Linked DNA regions of Callithrix jacchus: region 1 is linked to region 2. Evidence: chromatin contacts called from public Hi-C data. All regions are on one chromosome and are shown on one strand. Each heading gives the region's core, a stretch centred on a gene start, on an enhancer-like site or on the middle of the called end of the contact. The rest is flanking DNA. Distances are from core to core; before and after follow the strand shown. Region 1 holds the start of ACKR1 (atypical chemokine receptor 1 (Duffy blood group)). Region 2 overlaps LOC128930120.

Region 1 (6,915 bases), core at 3,873-6,372, 40 kb after region 2:
GAATCTCCTAAGCGGTGTGGGGAGGTTTTCACTGACACCATTTCCTTCTCCACAGACACACCAACTGCCATGATCAGGCCAGATCCTCCGCATCCTCGTGAGGGCCAGAAGCTGTTGCTACACTGTGAGGGTCGTGGCAATCCAGTGTAAGAAGATCCATTTCCTGGTCTCCTCCTTACCCTCCACACTCTCAGATGGTCTCCTAATGTAACAGCTCCTTCCTATCTCCTCTGTATTGTCTGACCCGAGCCTCTCCTTTCCCTGTCTGTCCAATAATGTCCACCTGCAATTATTTCTTCTGCAAAGCAGCACAAGTGGGAAGGGACCACTCCCTAGCTCAGTCCCTGAGGTTCCCACAAAGGCCAAGTTAAAGAGACCTCCAGCTTCCCTAGAACAAACCCCAAGAGGCCACCTGGAATATAGCAGTTCAATGTCTCTGGCCCTGATAATTTATTTCTCCAGCCTCATCAAACAATCCTTGACATTCCTGCTCCCAGTTATTTTTTTTTTCTTTTAGCTCCCTGGCCTATGCTCTCCTGAGCTCTTCTGATTTGTCTGCCTCGACAGCCCCCAGCAGTACCTATGGGAGAAGGAGGGCAGTGTGCCGCCCCTGAAGATGACCCAGGAGAGTGCCCTGATCTTCCCCTTCCTCAACAAGAGTGACAGCGGCACCTATGGCTGCACGGCCACCAGCAACATGGGCAGCTACAAGGCCTACTACACTCTCAACGTTAATGGTGAGTGCTTCTCAGATCTCTTCTTCCAGAATCTCCCTTCTCTGTCCCTCTTATGCCCTTTCTTTCATACTTCCTGATAACACCCCCAAACTGTGACAGGGAGTGGAGTAAAGGAAAGCCAGCCCACCCCTGGGGTGCCTGAGGCCTTAGGTCCCAGGTCCACTCTAGAATGTGTAATGGCCACTTAGTGAAAAAACCTTAGAAGGCTGGGCTCTCATCTACCTTTCTTTGGTAGTAGTGGCCTGGGTGACACCATCTTCCATCCCCCGCACTTGTCTGACAACAAAAACAATAATTCTGTGTGCAGAGGCCCCGGGCCCCTAAAGTGTGGGCACAGGTGCATTTCCTTCTCTAACTGGCCCTTCTCAGAGTTGCTTCTCCTATGACTAGGTCTCCGGAGCATGCAATTGCTGTCATTTTTTTCCTGCATACCTTGAACACACTGTACTGGGTCTCGACAGAAAATAGAGAGAAACTTGTATGATGCCAAGAGATAGAATCTTTTCTCTGATGCCGTATCTTCTAGAGGGACCAGGTGATGCTCCTTCTCTGAAGTTCTTCTCAAAGCCATGACCACAAAACCCAGCCTCAGGAGTAGTGACAGGGTGGCACAGAGGCCCCTTTATGGAGAGTTGACAGGGGATGGTTTTGAAGATCCCAATGGCTGCGGGTTCCACCAGAAAGTCTTATAAATCTTTTCTCAGAATAGGGGACGTGTATTGTCAGGAAAACATCAGAGGCTCCCTCACTTGAAACACTCATTAAAGCAGTTGGGGGGATAGCAGCCAGGCCTCCCAGCGATAAGAGGCCTGAGTTCTTGGGATCAGAATGTCTGGTTGGGTGATTCCCACTCCAGGGGCCGACCTCAGCATGTGGGAGCGGCCTCAGCACAACAAGGCTATTGTAAGATGCCAAGAGCAAGGACAATGCACTGAGCTCCGGTCTCTGCCCCCGTATCTCTCCAGACTAATCTGATGATGATTGGCAGCGAGAGAAAGTTCTTATGCCCTTGTGGTTGGTTATCTTGCTGATCTCCCCTCTGCCCTGTGCTAAACAGCCAGGCGGAGGGAGTCCTGTTGGACGGTGTCTGGTTCCAGTGCTGACGCCTGGTGGTAGATGGAGCTACTGCACCTTCTTCCAGGAATATCCTTAAGTGGGCCTGACTGGAATGAAATTAAATGCAGTTCTACCTAGAGACAGGGGCCTGTAATTGATAAGCCCAGAGGTCGTTTGGCCTTGGAAACCTGTGCTTTTCTAAGGAACTGCCATTTCCATAGCCTGTGGAATAATTATCCAGGATTGATTGTCCAGGTGGACCATGTCTCACATACTGCCCGAGAGACAGCGGGTAAACTCGCTCTGCTTTCTGCAAGTTACACCTTCACCTCCACCCTAATCATACCCTAGATTCCCTGGACTCATCGTCTCCCTTCCTCCCAGGCAGAGCATAAAAAACCAGAACACAAATGTTTTCTTTTCAAATAAGGCGTAGACAGGCTAGGAACTGAAACGCTGGCCCAGCCAAGCCTGAGGAGACATAAGGTGGGAAAGACAAAATGTGTAAGGAGTCAATGAGGCATTAAGACTCAAGCTGAGTCCGTGGAAAACAGCAGCTCTCCCATGGGTGGGAGGGTTCTGTCTACGGCTACATCAGAATTGTGTGCTGGGCCTGTGTGGGTCCCTCTGATATTTGGGACTCTGGCTATGGCTGCTGCTGTCTTTGCTATGCCTGGCCCAGTCTGTGCTGTCGACCCTCTATATAGGTTGCCTTGGAGGACAGATGCGGTATATCCAGTGGCGGAGACGTCCATATCATGGGAGAAAGCATCTTGTCCTTTCTGCAAACCTTTGGATGGTGGCAAAGTGAAGATGGAACCCCAGGCCTCCTCCTTAGGAAATGCTGGAGGCTTGGGGTGTCACTGGAGCACTAAACTCCCCTGCCGTGCGGGAACAGGGTTCTTCACCTAGGGGCCACAATCTATCATTTTTTGTAAGGTGCTGTCAAAGCGCTTAATTCTTAGCTCCATCAGCTTTTATTGCTCCTTCCCTATCTAATCTTAAGGCAACAGGTGAATAGGCTGAGAAGGCCCCTAGAGCTAGGGGAGCTGGCTCAGAATATCACGAAGACAAGGGGCTAAGAGGGCATGGAAACAGAGAAGGAACACCCTGATAACCCGGGAATAAAAGGAAAAGAGGGAGAAAGGAAGAAGGAAATGAAAGCCGGGGGAGGGAGGAAACTAGAAAAAGAGAAAGGAAGGAAAAAAAGAGGGGGAGGAAGGAAGGGAGGGAAGGGAAGGAGGGAGGGAGGGAGGGAAGGAGGGAAGGAGAGGCATTAAAGTAATGATCTTTGGCCAAGGTCAAGCTTCAGTACCAAGATCTCAACTTAGAAGGCTAGATATGGACAGATTTATCTATCTATTCACTAACCCATCAGTTTGTTTTAAGAAATACTGTAATCTAGGCATGGCATATAAGCACACAGTAAGGCGTGATGAATGATTGTGCTCCATTTTCCTGATGTTAGTGCCTGCTCCCTGCTAAGTGAGGCTATTCATGGCCACCTTGGAATGCTGTAAGATAAGGGCTCTCCCCAGATCCGACTGTGTGTTGCCCTTTCCTCCAGACCCCAGTCCGGTGCCCTCCTCCTCCAGCACCTACCACGCCATCATCGGCGGGATCGTGGCTTTCATTGTCTTCCTGCTGCTCATCATGCTCATCTTCCTTGGCCACTACTTGATCCGGCACAAAGGTGAGAGGCACAGGGAGAGCATCAGCAGAACTTGGGAGGGGCAGGGAGACCAATCAGAGGTGGCACGATGGGAAGCCGACAGTGGAAAGGGCCTTCAGAGATGTGTCAGCCCTTTGGAATGTGTAGGGAAGCAAAAAACGAAGCCAACCCTATCATTGCCAACCCTGTGACAACTGAGCACCACCAACCCGGCACTGAAGCCTGATCACTTGGGGATCGTCCAAGTGAAATCAAACCTGCCCACTCAGTCAGCGGTTGCTCCCATGCTGCTCTACCTCCAGGTCTCCTGCTGCAAGACGGACAGCTCCCGAAACTGCTTCTCCATCTCATTGCTTGCTGCACTTTCTTCCTGTCTCTCTCTTTAACTTCATTTTCTTTCTCCTTTGATCTCATTGCCTTTCTTTTCTCTCCCTGCTTTTCCTACCTTCTCTCCTTTATCCACGCCTTCGCTCTACTCTCTTTCCATGTTTTTCCTCTCAGAATTCTGGCTCTGCTATTCTAGCCTGAAGCCCGACTCCATAGGCTGGTCACACATAAGCCAGATCTCAGTTGCCTTGCTCATGAAGCTGGCATAGCATTTCCCCCGCCACCGAGTTGTCTGAACATGCGCAGGCATACACACACACGTTCACACGCACACACACACACACGCTCACACACACACACACGCTCCCACACACACACGCACACGCACATGCTCACACGCTCCCACACACACACGCTCTCACACACACGCTCACAGACGCTCACACACATGCTCACACACACACGCTCACACACACACGCTCCCACACACACGCTCACACACAGACACACGCTCACACTTCTCTTTCTTGCTTTGTATTATAGATGAGATTCTACCTAGGGGCAGGATTCATTATTCATGGAGGGTGTGGTCAGGTGAGGGATGCGGGAAGCAAAATGGGAATTAGGTAAGGTGGAATAGAAGAGAGCTGTTGGCGAGAGAAAAATTACCTGAGCAGTGCGTGAGTGGGCGGGTGGGAAAGTGGGCAGGGTGGACTCAGAGGTTGGGAAGCTGCTCCTGAGAGGGGAAGCCTCTGTCTCTACACAGGAACCTACCTGACACACGAGGCAAAAGGCTCCGACGATGCCCCAGATGCGGACACGGCCATCATCAATGCAGAAGGCGGGCAGTCGGGAGGGGACGACAAGAAGGAATATTTCATCTAGGGGCACCCACCCACTTCCTGTGCCCCCCCCAGGGGCCCCGTGGGGACTGCTGGGGCCGTCATCAACCCGGACTTGTACAGAGCGACCCCAGGGCCGCCCCTCCCGCTTGCTCCCCAGCCCACCCACCCCCCTGTACAGAATGTCTGCTTTGGGTGCGGTTTTGTACTCGGTTTGGAATGGGGAGGGAGGAGGGCGGGGGGGAGGGGAGGGTTGCCCTCAGCCCTTTCCGTGGCTTCTCTGCATTTGGGTTATTATTATTTTTGTAACAATCCCAAATCAAATCTGTCTCCAGGCTGGAGAGGCGGGAGCCCTGGGGTGAGAAAAGCAAAAAACAAACAAACACAAAACACAACCCTGGAGTGTTAGGGGGAGAGAGAAGGTACAGGGGTGAGGGAGGGGAGGGGTAAGGGGCAGGGCTGCTTTGGAGCCGTGGGGGTGGGGGGGGGGCTCTCACCAGCCCGCCTTTCATCCTCTACAACAGAGCAGCTTCCCAGACTTCTCCAGAAATCGTGGAAGGGGAGGGTTGTCAGCAAGGGCTGGGTGTGGCTTTTCCTTTGCTAGCCACACACCTGGGCGCTACGGACAGGGAGGTGGGTGCCACCCTGATCCATCTCTTCCGTAGCAATGGGAAAGTGATGAGTAGGGGAGCCCTGGGGAGCTGTGACCCTCAGAAGGCAATACAGCCATGCAGGGACCTAGGCCTTCAACCTGGGGAGGATGCAGGTCCCTGTAAGGAAGAGTAGATTTGGGGAGGAAGGGTGGAGGTGGACCGTCGCCCCATTTTCCCGAAAATGAACAAAGCCGGCTCCTTTTCTTAGGAACCACCCTGGGGGATAGCAGAGTGTGGCTGCCCCTCCTTGCTCCAGCAGTGGTGGGAGAGGCACTGCTCTCAGGCCTGAACCGCCCCTGCTTCCCTGCGCTGAGGGGCCCCTCACTCTTACGCAAGACTCTGGATTGTTGCTCAGCAACTACTCCTCCCACCTTGGCCACCCTGTGCCCCCTTCCTGGTGCCAGCATCAGCCCTTAGTCCTTCCTCCCCCAGCAGCCAGGCAGACATAACAACAAATCTACTAAAAGGAGCTTCACTGCACTGAGCTGTTTCCTGCCCAAACTAAGGGAATAATGTGCTGTGTGCATGTGTGTGGTGTGTGTAGTGTATGCATGTGTGTGTGTGTGTGTGTGCATGTGCGTCTGAGTGAGTGAGAGGCAGAGCAAGAGGTTGAGGAGGAAGGCCAAGAGCCAGGGGTCCTGGGCAGGTGGACAGGGCTGTGGGACATGTTGGGGGAGGCTTTGGGAATGGGGTCTTCCTAGTCAGGGTTCATGCCTCAACTGAGAGGTTGTTCCATGCTGGTATTCCCTCTGCCACCCCGATGCCCATCCGTCTTGGAGAAAGGAGTCCTTGGGTGTGTGTTTGCCCAGCTGTCCATTCCATCTCTCCCTGATACACAGCATTCAGCCCTTCCCTGGATTTCCCTCTTCTGAGCCATGGAGTTAGTGCCACAGCCTTTGCTATGCACCCCTCAGGCCTCTCCTTGGCATTGACCCTGGACTGACCTACCACCACCTATTTTTCCCACAATCTGTACCCAGTGAATTGAGGGCTGGGTCCCCACCCCTCCTTTTGGTTTCCTGTCTTCCTTCTCACGGCCCCAGCTGGTTGCCATGGAAATGAGGTTCCTGGTCCTCCCTGTCCTGGCTGGACTGCCCCGCCTCAGCTCCAGGATGCCCTTGGCATCACTCCCACCCTCCGCCACCTTTTCCTCCGTGCTCTGACAATGGGCATGCAAAAAGGGGCAGCTGCAATCTGGCAGGTCTGCCCACCCCCCTTCAGTTCAGGTACTACTGTTGTGAATCTTCCAGCTGCTGGTTAGGGCCCTGGGCACCACGGGCAGCCCCTCACCTAAGCCAGGGCCTACTCCTCTTACAACAGCAAGGGAGCCTGGGGCCCCTGGCCTGCCAAGCTTCTTGTCTCCCAGCACCCGCTTTTGGGAAAATGACTTTTCCTCTTCGAGCTGAACCACTCTGTCCATATTACACAGAAGCCATATTTGTATGGGGGGGTGGGAGGGAGAGGGGCTGTTGTGCTGTGTGTGTCTGTCCAGGGATGGGGGTGGGGGAAGGGAGCAGGGAGGGGACCGTGTATCTTTATAATCTTTCTAACTCTCCTGTGCTAATCTCAGAGGGGCCTCCCTCAATATATCTGGATTATCCGTGTCATTCGGCTGCCTCCTTTCTGCT
Region 2 (7,594 bases), core at 680-3,179:
TATGATATAAGGGAAGGCTAGACCTATCCCATACCAAGTGCCAAACAGTTAACCAATTATTTTAATGTCTGTAAACAGTACAACCCTTTAGTCACTGATTAGAAGTGTAGCATATAATGAAGGTAGCACTCTTCACACACTAAATTTCCAAGTTGGTTTGTAACTGCACTCTCTCTTCGATTCCATGGTTCTATTTATGTATTCCTGTGCCAAGATTTCATGTTTTAATTGCTGTAATTTTAAAGTAGCTTAGGATAGCTAGAAAAATCATCCTCCCCCTTAGCCCCATGTGTTTAAAAAAATTATGGCTATTTACTCTTGACTTTATCTTCCAAGGGAATGTTAGAATCGGCTAGTCAAGTTCCATAAAACAGCTTATTGGGATTTAGCATCGTATTGCGTCAAATTTATAAATTAAAGATTACCATCTTTACCACAGTGAATCTTAGGATTAATCTTTAAATACCAATTCAGTAACATAACATCCTGCTACAAATTTTTTCCAACTGATGGGATAAAGATAAAGCTCTTCAGTGTCGAGTTTTCAAATCCCACCTCCCAAATTTGGTTTAACCTAGCAATCTCACCAAATTGATTTCCCTTATTTCTCAACCACGAAGTTTTTCAAACCAGTACACTGACTATATCCTAAATAATCCTTCATTCCCCGTGATAGAAATGCTATGCAATTAGGAAAGGGAGAAAGTTCACCCTCACTCTGAAGTGTTAATATTTGGGTCTATCCAAGATCCATCATTACCCTTTAACAAGGCAAGAACAGGTATACTTTTCCTTATTAACTTAAACAGATTTAGTTTGCAGGGGAAAAAAATAGAGCTTCCTATGATTAGATAGTCTATGACAATACAGTCATCCCTCAGTATCTGCAGGGAATTGGCTGCAGGACGCCGACACCCCTGGCACAGGATCCAAAATCTGCCCATAGTCAAGTTCTGCAACTGACCCTGTGAAACCAGCAGAACCAGGAAACTGGCATATAGAAAAAGTTTTCTCTTCATAGCGCAGGTTTCTCAACCAGAGAATATTGTTTGGTTGCAGATATGGAGCCTGCAGGTACAGAGGGCAAACTGTATTTATTGAAAAAGAAAGCCATGTATAAGTGGATCCACACAGTTCAAACCCGTGTTGTTCAAGGGTCAACTGTACACTGTTTCTTCGTCATTCATGGGAAAGAGAACTTGGCGTTGAGCATGGAAACAGATAATGGGATTGGAAACTTGAAGACCTCACTGGGTCCAAATTCTCAACATGTAGGACAGAGTTCATGCAGTCTTTGGCAGATGGGTAAATATTAGAAAGAAGCGAGGAAAGGTTAGAATAACTGAGATAACACTACATGAGAAAAGAAGACTAAAATTAAACTGAAAAATGTTTCAGGTGTGTGTTAAAACTTAGAGGAGTTGGGAGTTCTATTTGCCAAGAAGGGAGAGGCTGCATTACAGCAAAGCCACCACACTGAGGGAGCAGAGGATCAGGAATGACAAAGGGTCAGGGTGGCCACACGAGGGTGGTAGAGAGCAGGCTAACAGAGAGACCTTGGCAAAAGTGAAAAAAGTTACTGGAACTGAAAGTCTAGATCCAAGTAGGGCTTTATACTCGGACAATGAACACAGGGCAAGATTCTATGGCACACTCACAGAAACAGAGGAACATCCCCCTCCTCTAGGGTGAAAAGGGCACAGAGAGAGGTAACGAACATGTATTGAGTTCTATGGTAGGAGTTTTACATAAATGTCTTCATTTAATAATCTTTACAAGCATACAAAATAGACAAAAACAATGTCTGATGTTTAACAAACGAAAAGACTGATCTCAAATGACATAAGTGGCACAGCTGGTATTTCAGCCCAGATGAGTCCACTTTCCAAATCCATGCTTTCTCACTCTCCTGCACTCTTCTGCCTTTCCAATGAGTCAGAAATGTCTCCTTGGAGCTGGGCCCAGAACCTGGTTAACTTTCTCAGAGCAGCACACACAGTCGTTCCTAGGGCTTCACAGTCCACATGAAAACAAGCTATGGCCTTTTCTGAACATAGTGAGAACACTAAACGCATCTGCCTCCACTCTTGGCTTAGCCACAGGAATAGCAGCAGCAATCACCAGCCTGGCAGGTGTGGGCACACAGGCACAGCGGTCCATAAGGAAGCCCGGGGACCAAAAACTGGTGGCGCACCTTAACGGATGTCACCTTGCTAGGGAATACAACTTTCGTTAATAACAGGCTCTGGGATTTTAGAATTTAAAAAGATTTTAGGACCAAAATAGACCACAAGCTAACTGTGAGTTAGCTAAAAGAAACAGATGAAAAATAAAGAATACCATAAAACATACAAAGGGTCATGGAATAGCATATCATGTTCAACTCATGACCATCAGCCAAAGCCTAACTCACCTACTAGGACCTGTTCTGAACACAACTATTTAGGTGAAAAGGATCAGAGAAAAGATACTAGAATGATAAAGGAACTGGCAGAAGGTTAAGAATTAGGGCATTTCAGCTAATGTAGAGGAAGTTAAGGGGTAATTTAATAACAGTCTTAAATCCTCTAGAGGGATATTATATAGAGGCTCATAAAAAAGAAAGAGATGTCTTCTTTCACGAACCAGAAGGAAAAGTCTTAAATGGCAGTGGGAGGTTTACTTTGGACCTAAGACAAAAGTTCTTGCTTGTAAAATCAAAGTGTAAAATCAAAGAATGTGAACACTCTTCTCCAAGTCAACCGGCATTTAATAAGCAAGCACCTATTATGTGCCAGGTACTATTATGTGCAATATCCTCTATCCTCTAAGTTCCTGGCAACTCGACTTTGATCAAAGTTGATAGGGTTTCTTTCCTCATGGAATTTACATTTGCTGGTAGAAGGAATAAAGACAATAATAAACAACAGATAAATTATTAAGAAAACAGCAGAAAATGAAAGTGATTGCAAGGAAATGAGACAGCCTCTCTGAGGAAGTTAATTTAGGCTAAAATGTGACAGCAGTCACGCCTGTAATCCCAGTACTTTGGGAAGCCGAGGTGGGTGGATCACGAGGTCAAGAGATCGAGACCATCCTGGCCAACATGGTGAAACCCCATCTCTACTAAAAGTACAAAAAATTAGCCAGGCATGGTGGGTGTGTCCCTGTTGTCCCAGCTGCTCGGGAGGCCGAGGCAGGAGAATTGCTTGAAACCAGAAAACGAAAGTTGCAGTGAGCTGGGATAGCGCCACTGCACTCCAGAGCAACACTCTGTCTCAAAAAAAAAAAAAAAAAAAAAAAGATGTGAAAGCAGAAGTGCCTTAGCACAAAGCGGGGCAGGAGTATTCGGTTCAGAAGGAAAGGTCATGCAAAGGCATAGAATGGGAATGGGCTTGGTGTGCTGAAGATTAAAAATGAAAAAGCAAACAAACAACAAAAATAAATTTGTAACTGTGGCCATGAGGTTACACGAGGTTAGAGAGACAGGCAAAGGCCAGATTACACAGGATCTTACAGACAACGTCAGCAATTGCTAGAGAGGAAGAGTCAAGAAAATTATTTGTTGAAAGACTCAGTGATATTTTTTGGTTTTACACCTTAACACATCTATGTTCTAACTAGCTACTTACACTTACAGTTCCCTCAGGAGTTATTGAGCTGGTCAGGGGACCAGCTCAATAAATGACCCACCAGGCTACGGTGGGTCATTTCTCAGGAATGCCAGGGCATAAGAATCACCTGGGAGCACCTGTTAGCACCATGGAAAGGATCTTTATTATTAACCTAGAACCGGAATATCACAGATATATGTATTATTTGTAACAGGTGGCTCCAAGTAACTGTTTGAATCAGGCACAGGTGGGTGTATGCTGGTCTGTTGGCATGACCAAGAATTTTAGAGATGCCCCTAAATTAAGATCTCAGCTCCATCAGTTAAGGTGTGACTTATAGGAAGTTATGAAATTCCTGAGCCCCATTTTCCTCATCTGTAAAATGAGAATCATACTACCTACAAGTCATAGGGTCGTGCATTAGACTAAGTGACAGAGCGTAAGCAAGGTGCTAAGTGCATAGTAGGCACTCTATTAATGCTGAATGAATAAATACATGCATGAACATATGAAACCTACGCATAAATAAAAAGCTAAATATATTCACATTCACTCGCTGTAATACTTATTGTTTTGAGTTTTCAATGTTCGTTACCACCAGAGAGAGCCCAAGATATCAGAGAATGAAGGTAGGATCCTGGATAAGAAAAAAACCCTCCACATTCTGTCTCCTACTTAGCCTTTCTTCTCCCTCCTCCCATTCAATTGGCCTAGCTATTCTGACTCACCACCCCCTACCCACTTCCCACCTCTACCCTCCCCTGAAACACAAGAAAAATCTCACTTGGCTTTCCTCCCCCTCCAATCTGCCCTGGAGATGACCCCCAGCTGGTTGCCAGGGAGATGGTCTGGGTAACAGGTGCTACCAAGGGAAGGCTGTTTCTGTCAGAAACTGCTTAGGGTGACCAACCATCCCAGTTTGCTCAGGACTTTCCCGATGTTAGCACTTGAAGTCCTGAAAAACGATGTAGTCCCTGGCAAACTGGGACAGTGCTCATATTCCTTCATGCTTTACTCTGTAAAACCGTATGTTGCTGCTGCACACAGTTGTCAGCATCTGTGTGCCCTACAGCACTGTCCACACTGAGTATCGGTGTGTTACAGTGTTCTGTGTGCTATCTCTACCTTACCCACAGGAACTAAGACAGGACCACACTCACTGGGTCCTCTTTAATGTCATGGTGCTGAATTTGGGTCTCCAGAAGGGTCAGGCTTCTGTATCAAATGCTGTGTATCCCTCCAATCTATCCATCCACTACTGCCAGAGTTATCACTCTAAAATGTAAATCTGTCACTGACATTTCCCTGCTTAAAATCCTTCCGTGACTCCTTGTCTGCAGAATAAAGAGCAATCTCTAACATAAATTCCTTGCACAATTTAGCCACAACCATGCTGCTTCCTGTCTCACTGTTCTCACATATGCCATTCTCTCTTTTGTATTGTCTTTCATCCCTTAAACCTGCCCAACTCTTAGTCTTAAGGTTTTCCACAAATTTACTCTTTGCCTTCTCTCTTCTCTCACTGTGCCTTATACATAATTTTACTGAAGCACTTATCACATGATGTAGTGATTATGTGTTTGCAAGCCTATCTTCTCTACTGGACTGTGAGTTCCTTGAAGGTAGATTTCATGACTTACTCATCTTTGTATTCTCAAGTGACTAGCACCAGACGTTGACATTTTGTTGTAGCATTTTTTAACATCCACTTCTATTTTATGATTCTAAAAAGAAAACCATGACTGTCAGATTGGTCTCAATCACCAAGTATTTTGCATCCCCAAATATACTATCCCCAACCCCTTGCATTATCCCTCATCCCTCACAGCTAAAATGAGGCTCAAAAATGGGGTGGTAATTGGGAATAAGGGTATGACCACCCATGGAACATTTTATTTTATATATTTTCAAAAGCTGGGAGCTTATAGATTTTTTTTTTAATAGGCTGCAACAAAACATCCAGGTCAAAATCAGTCTCAACTAGCATTGTGCAGGCACATAGACACGCAAAAAATAAAATGGAACAAATAGCTGGGCATGGTGGCTCATGCCTGTAATCCCAGCACTTTGGAGGCTGAGGCAGGTGGATCACCTGATGTCAGGAGTTCGAGACCAGCCTGGCCAATATGGTAAAACCCCGTCTCAACTGAAAATAAAAAAACTAACAGGGCATGGTGGTGTCCAAGTGTAATCCCAGGTATTTGGGAGGCTGAGGTGGAAGAATCGCTTAAGCCACGGAGGGTTGGGGGGTGGAGGTTTCAGTGAGTTGAGATTGCATCACTACACTCCAGCCTAGGCAATAGAGTGAGACTCCGTTGCAAAAAAAAATTATAAATAAATGATATTTTTAATAAACAAATAGCAAAAATAAAACTATAAATGGATGAATAAATTAATGATCAAGGAGTTCTGTTCTGGACATAACTTTTTGTGTTCTTATACACAAACACATTTGTTTGCCAGGTATGATATAAAATTATAAGACTCTTGCGTGATTTTGTTTATATTAACAAATATGCCAAAATGACACTGCCCAGAAACTTTCTAGAACTCCTGTTTGCTAACTGCCTTAAGAGCCAACAAATAAGTCAGCTTATCAATCATTTACTATTACTTTACAGCCAACTCCTGTTCATTATATTACACAACATGAACCACCAACTTATCCATAAGGCTTGAATCCTAAAGATGTTTGGCTGTTTTTAAAATTAAAAGCCAGACTCAAAGGATAAACGTTCTCCACAACTGAAGTTATGCAAAGGGCTGTGGCAGGTTCTAAAGTTAATTCTAAAAATTAAAAAATGTACTTCACGTAAGTGGATGAAAATATTTGTATATGTATATTAGGATCAGTTACTTTATTCTGGGCACATTATATCAATGTGATCACATGCATACATAGCTGCAGGGGGTATGTCAATGAAGTCTAGTTATATGCATGTATGTGCTTCTGGGAATAAAATGATTTGTCAAGCCTATGTATTTATATCATTTGGGATTACCTCAGAATTAACTAAGGCTCTACTATTTTTCAGTTTCTACACAAAGCACTCGGAAAAATGAGATTCACAAAATAGCATTCCTGCCCTCAAAGAGCACAGAGAGGAAAGAAACATAGACAAATCACTGCACCGCAGTCAAAGAAGTGTAATAATGGAGATACATATTCAAAACAGTGGGAGCACCTAGCAAGGAGTGATTACACGTAGGTAGAAAGTTTCAAAGAGAGGCAACACCTAATCAAAGTCTAGATGGATCAACACGAGCACAAGTTTCATCAGCCTTAATGAGAAGGGCAATCCAGGTATAGAAAATAGTATGTGCAAAGACACTGAGGCATGAAACAACATAGTGTGTCTGGGAAATTACAAGCCATTTGGTGTTGCTAGAGCACAGAGAGATTTCGATGGAGAAGCGACAGATAGCCATGTAACTGAAAATGCATATTTTGGTTTGCAGATGATTATGTGTGTCTACTGTCTTTCCATAATATATCAATCAGCCTGTAGCTGGAGCAACAGTGACACATGTATTTATTATATGATTTCATTTTTGCCTGAATTTATCACAAAAAATATCTCTGGTCTCTGCTCATATTGGTTTTATTCCCTTATTACTCTGTCACCTTTTACTCCTTTCCCTCTGAAATCTAGTTGCTAGCTCCCTTTCCCCTTGACCATCTTCTCCCATATTAATCTGAGTGCATCTACAGTCTCATAGGCCATTCTCTTTTCTAATGTCATGAAACTCCCATCTCTCCTTCAGAACCAAGCTCAAATGACCTCTTCTCTGAGAAGCCTTCTTGGCTAAGTGTAACAACTGAAAATTTAGACTTTGGAGTAAGACAATCTGTATTTAAAACCCAAGTCTGTCATTTACCATCTTTGTGCTCTCGTACCAGTCATTTTGCCTCTTCAAGCCTCACTGTCCTCATCTGTAAAAGAGGGGTAATGAATACCGACCAGCGTGCTTGTGAATTTTAAAATGGAGAATAAATGTAA

Evidence for each region. Hi-C and Micro-C count contacts between places; a contact is called where the count stands out from the background.
Region 1: a Hi-C map of skeletal muscle shows a contact between it and region 2, with 4 times the contacts expected there. The contact joins the promoter of ACKR1 here to the enhancer-like site in region 2. A contact is called at or near these places in 3 of 3 Hi-C or Micro-C datasets (induced pluripotent stem cells and skeletal muscle).

What each region holds. Positions count from the first base shown.
Region 1 is chr18:19,229,060-19,235,974 of calJac240_pri, forward strand. ACKR1 (atypical chemokine receptor 1 (Duffy blood group)) reads left to right here and starts at 5,123. Exons shown (of 3, transcript XM_008984691.5): 1 at 5,123-6,915. It overlaps CADM3 (cell adhesion molecule 3), which reads left to right. Exons shown (of 9, transcript XM_002760155.6): 6 at 56-146; 7 at 568-737; 8 at 3,361-3,486; 9 at 4,559-6,915. The coding sequence ends at 4,677.
Region 2 is chr18:19,191,777-19,199,370 of calJac240_pri, forward strand. All of the region lies in intron 1 of LOC128930120, which reads right to left. Among named protein-coding and RNA genes, the nearest start is that of CADM3, 8.4 kb to the right of the region's middle. Within about 2 kb of position 1,930, at least 2 of the 16 cell types and tissues checked have an H3K27ac peak or open chromatin away from gene starts, as enhancers often do.